2 separate regions of the Sus scrofa genome follow, and region 2 is linked to region 1. The links are chromatin contacts, called in public HiChIP or PLAC-seq maps. All regions are on one chromosome and are shown on one strand. Each heading gives the region's core, a stretch centred on a gene start, on an enhancer-like site or on the middle of the called end of the contact. The rest is flanking DNA. Distances are from core to core; before and after follow the strand shown.

Region 1 (2,700 bases), core at 108-2,607:
ATATAATAACATCTTTTAAAATTCTGTGTTATCTGTATTTATGCTGCTCTCCTAGTTAAGAGAAAACATAACCAAATATACTTTGTTCATTTTTCTTTTACTTCTAATCTAAGGGCACTGGGGTGAATTTCTTACTATTTAAAAATTTTTTTGCAACAAAAGATAGATGGGTAACAGGGATTTTGGTTTTAACTTTTTCCACTTCTCTGCTTCTTAGAACTGTAGAAATTCATGTAATTCATTGGTCAGATATTTATTGAGAACCTTTTATGTGCCAGGCACTATTCTAGGTTCTTGGGATTGGTGAACAAAACTAAGATCCCTGTCCCCATGGAGGTTATAACATGAGATAATTTTATTTATTTATTGTGATAAATAAGTGCCGTAGAACAAAATATATAAAACAGGATAAGAAGGATCTGTAGCATGGGGTGGGGAAGTGGAGTGGTGGCAGTTTGTCATTGACAAGGTAAATTTGATGTTTGAGCTAAGACTTGAAGGTGAGGAAATGGGAACAAAATGGAGGCCAGATGACTGGAATGGAGGGGAAGGAGAGTGGACAAAATGAGGTTGGAGAGAAGTGAGAGGATAGAGATCTTATTGGCCAGTGGATCACCAAAGTCAGTTTTACGTAGTTTGACAGCCATGAGAATGCACCTCTCAGATCTCCAAATAACAAGGAGCATAATTGAACAATGGCCCCAGCTACCTCACTAAAATCTATCCATCTATCATCCCATATAAGCTGAAGCTGCTTTCCATAGGCTACTCCCAGTCAGTGACTAATAAACATGGCAAAGATGCTAAGGCAGACCTGTTTCTGGGAGACATTGAGGGCTCTTGGACAGCCTTTCTGAACTTTCATTAGAATCATACTGTACTAGAAGACACTTCCACCGATCTTCTCTCTGTCCCTCTCTCCCCACTTGGATCAGACCTGTATCTAAGTCTGGTAGTTGTCCCAGCCACTCCCAGATTCCTCCTTATATTCTCTCCAAGGAGTTTCCACTAATAAATTTCTTGCACATTTTGACATTTACTTCTTGAAGGACTCAGACTTAACACACTTGAGAACTTAGTTAAATATATTCTTTCATCCCACCCCAGACCTGATGACTCTAGTGGTGGGGCCCAGAAGTTTGTGTTTTAATAAGCCTTTCTGTCGATTCTGACACATACTCAAGTTTGAAAACCACTACAGTAAGCTATTCTAAGGACTTTAGCTTTTACTCTGAACTATTGCCTGCTTTTGAGCAGCCATGATGTAACTGAAACTTGAAAGGGTCACTTGAGCAACTATGAGAAGAATAAATCATGGGAGCATAAGATTAGTAGCAGGGAGGAGTTCCTTTGTGGCATAGCTGCTTACGGATCTGGTGTCATTTCTGCAGCAGCTTGGGTCGCCTGCTATGGCTGGATCCAATCTCTAGCCTGAGAATTTCCACCTGTCACAAGTGTGGCCAAAAAAAAAAAAAAAAAAAAAAAAAATAGTACAAGAAGGGAGAACATTAAGACTCTGTTTCATTAATTTGAGTGAGAAAATAAGGTGGCTTGAATGAGGACAGTAGCAGGAAGTGGTGAGAAGTAGTCAGCTCCTAGATCTGTTCTGAGTGTAGGATCACCAAGATTGCTATCTTTACTGGATGAGGTTTTAGAGAGGAGTCAAGGATGACTCCAGAATATTTAGTCCATGCAGGTGGAGCAGGCCGGCAGGAAAGATTTGAAGTTCATACTGGAACATATGAGTTGGATATATCTTTATGAAATCCATATTGAATCTGTCTGCTTCTTCCACCTTAATCCAGTTTTTCACCTGGACCACCACTTTATCGTTTTAATTGGATTTTCTTCTGTTCATGTCTCTCTCCAGAGCTGCACAAGTACTCTTCTTAAAATGTAAATTGGGTCCTGTTTAAAGTATTTAAAATCCTTGAGTGACTTCATATTGTTTATAAAATAAAACTTAAGCTTCTAACCATAGCCTATGTGATCTAATCCCTGCCTACCTCTGTAGCTTTGTTCACTGTGTTCCATCCAAAAGCACTGGTCTTTTTTCAATTCCTCTCATGTACTGAGCTCTTTCCTACCCTTGTACGTGCAGTTTCCTTTCTTTGAGTGCTCTACCCTTCCCCAATCCTTCACATCTTTCATATCTTCAGAGAAGTTTTCTCTCATTTCTCTTCTTAAAATAGGTTTTCATTTTTATTATTATTCTGTATCTTGGCCCATTCTTTGTTTCCTTTAGTGCTTACTGCAGTTTGCAGTTATTTTAATGTTTTGTTTGTTAATTTTTATGTGCTTATCCCACCAGCATGTACATTCTATGAGTAAAAAGAACATGTTTGTCTTGTCCATAATTATATCCCTAGCACTTCGTATGACATTGGGTCACTTAGTAGACATGGTTCAGAACTATTTGGTTGAATAAATGTATGAGGTGAAACAACCATCCTATGATAACAATAATTAGGTTAAAGATAATCATTAGCTAACTTTCATATACATATTCTTATTTCAAAGTTGAATCTCCAAAACAGCCTAGTGAAATGAATAGTCACCAATCTTCTGTATTTTTGATGGGCATTTGTTAAAAGCATAGCCATATTTTTAAGAATAGTTGAGTCACAAATCTAAACACTTAGAGGTAAAAGATGAGCTGTTCAGTCTAATTTATGGCTGCCATTCTCTTTTTTTCTCCTG
Region 2 (2,700 bases), core at 34-2,533, 130 kb before region 1:
TATGTGGAGTTTGAGCCCAAGCAACTGACTCCAGCATCAAAGCTATGATCACTATGCCATTTGTCTGTAACATTAGAGTCACCAAGGAGCATTCCAAAACTGTTTGTGCCTGAGTCCCACCCCAGAGAGTCTGATTTAATTGGTCTGGGTTGGGGCCCAGGCAGGGACTTTTTTTTAATTTTTATTTTTTAAATTTTTATTTATTTTTTGTCTTTTTAGGGCCACACCCAAGGCATATGGAGGTTCCCAGGCTAGGAGTCAAATCAGAGCTGTAACTGCCACCCTACACCACAGCCACAGCAACGTGGGATCCGAGCCAAGTCTGTGACCTATACCACAGCTCACGGCAACGCCAGATCCTTAACCCACTGAGCGAGGTCAGGGATTAAACCTGCAACTTCATGGTTCCTAGTCGGATTCGCTTCCACTGTGCCACAACAGGAACTCTGAAGGTTTTTTTTTTAAAGCATGCAGATGATTCTACCACAGTCAGGTTGAAAACCCCAATATGTAACACAGTCTCTGTGCTTAAGTATAGCACACAAGTCAGCTGCTAGGAAGTGGTGGTGAATTCAAATCTGTATTGGTCTAGAGTTTGGTTCATTGCCTTCACCTTGATCACTACCACTTTCACTCCAGTACCACCTGACAATTTTCACAGAATATTTCAAGACACAAAAATAAAGGTTCCCAGTTAGCATATCTATGAAAGATGTTGCTTTCAAGAAATGTTTTCTTGGAGTTCCCGTCATGGCACAGTGGTTAACGAATCCGACTAGGAACCATGAGGTTGTGGGTTCAGTCCCTGGCCTTGCTCAGTAGGTTAGGGATCCGGCGTTGCTGTGAGCTGTGGTGTAGGTCACAGACTCAGCTTGGATCCCACATTGTCGTGGCTCTGGTGCAGGCCAGTGGCTACAGCTCCGATTTGACCCCGAGTCTGGGAACCTCCATATGCCACGGGAGCGGCCCTAGAAAAGGTAAAAAGACCAAAAAAAAAAAAAGAAATATTTTCTTGATTTCTTAAGTCATCTAAAACTGTCTTTTTCTTCTCCTCCTCCTCTTTCTTCCTTTTCATTTTTAAAGGTTTGGCCTCTGGAAAACATTCCAAGTATAATGGCAAAACATCTAGTTTTCCTATGAGCTTATAAAATGAAGTGGTTCTTCAGAGTAAACAAAAGATCTTTTCATCTAAAATTTTAATTGACACCAATTCAGCTCCCTGGGAATTAGTTCCAATGTTTGGCTCAGGTTTCTGGCACTGAGCACTGGGCCCTGGCCTCAAGCCTGCACTCGGTCACCTTACATCTGCACCTCAGGGCTTCTCGCCAAGAAGCTGGTCTCATGGCAGCACTACCCTATGGCTTAACATCCGAATGTTGAGCCTTGATACCCAGCCTGGCTGAAAGCAGGTCAAATGACTGCAACTCTGTTTAGCAAACAACTTAACAGGAGTCACCTGATGAACGATGGTAATACCTCTGACATTTCTGGAAGAAAAGAGAACCGATTTTCATTAGTTTGTCTAGGAACAGAGAAGGGTGTTTCTTAAAGTTTCATTTACAGCCAGAAATGTGTGGATTGATATAACCAACACATAAAAGGGGAAACATCTGTCACTTCTATTTGTAGCCATGTTTGTAGCAGCTCTTTCAGAAAGGAAGACTAGAGACCAGCTATCCTGGTCTGGGGGCTCTATAGTTGGGCTGTTCAAGATGGCTGTTCTCTCGCTCTCTCTACATCCCCTGCTCGACCTGGCCCTGCTTCATCCACATGACTATCCAATCTTCTTAATTACAGAGCTTAATTAGCCCTGGTAACTGATGAGCTCCTGGACGTAGATTCCCTCTATAAATGGCAGCCTCCTTCTCCCACAGGTAGTGAAGAGTGTAGCTATGTCCTGCCCACACGGTTGGGTGTGATCCAGGACCCTTTGTGGAAGATCCAGCTAGCCAATAAACCGTCGATGCTTCTGTTGCTCCCAGCTCTTTCTTCAGCTTCAGGCTGGGCAGTTACTAGGCTTGCAGGCCCATGGGGTGCAGCCCGAAAGGAGCAAGGCAGTGTCTGAAATTTGGTCTTCCCGCTAACCAGGTGGGTTTGGGCAGACAACTTAATCTCTTTGTGCCTCAGTTTCCTCATATATAAAATAAAGTTTGGGCTCATTAAATGAACTCTAAATCTGAGTCCTAAAATTGTATCACATGTATGAATATATATTTATAGTTCTTCTAATTTGGTGTAACCACTTGAAACTTCTTACCAGAGAAAATTTGAATTTGTAAAAATTGAGGTTGACATTAAAGAGGGAATTTAAGAACAAGGAATTGCAGAGTCTTCGCTGTAAGAAGCTAGATAGATAATATATTTCAGCTTCCTCATTTTATCTTCTCCCTCTTTGTCTTTTTCTTTCCTTTCTTCTATTTTCAACAAATATTTTATGAGTTCTGGAACACACCAGGCACTGAGGTAAGTGCTAGAGACCAAGACTGAGTCCTTAGCCTTAAAGAACTTCCAGGACAATAGACACAGACAAGGGAGCAGGTAATTAAAATAGAATGAGGAGATTTCCCATTGTGGCACAGCCAAAACGAAACCACCTAGTATCCAGGAGAATGCGGGTTTGATCACTGGCCTCACTCAGTGGGTTAAGGATCCAGCATTGCCACGAGCTGTGGTGTAGGTCACAGAAGCAGATTGGATACC

The links. HiChIP or PLAC-seq counts read pairs in DNA pulled down with a chosen protein or histone mark.
Region 2: an H3K27ac HiChIP or PLAC-seq map of skeletal muscle shows a contact between it and region 1. The contact joins two enhancer-like sites. A contact is called at or near these places in 1 of 47 Hi-C or Micro-C datasets (epiblast stem cells) and 1 of 2 datasets of contacts at active chromatin or transcription factors (skeletal muscle).

What each region holds. Positions count from the first base shown.
Region 1 is chr1:77,332,023-77,334,722 of Sscrofa11.1, reverse strand. All of the region lies in intron 3 of REV3L (DNA polymerase zeta catalytic subunit), which reads left to right. Among named protein-coding and RNA genes, the nearest start is that of REV3L, 67 kb to the left of the region's middle. Within about 2 kb of position 1,357, at least 5 of the 83 cell types and tissues checked have an H3K27ac peak or open chromatin away from gene starts, as enhancers often do. A contact at or near this core is called in skeletal muscle, where this site is marked.
Region 2 is chr1:77,459,009-77,461,708 of Sscrofa11.1, reverse strand. The region is part of intron 3 of LOC102167874; the gene reads right to left. Among named protein-coding and RNA genes, the nearest start is that of REV3L, 60 kb to the right of the region's middle. Within about 2 kb of position 1,283, at least 12 of the 83 cell types and tissues checked have an H3K27ac peak or open chromatin away from gene starts, as enhancers often do. A contact at or near this core is called in skeletal muscle, where this site is marked.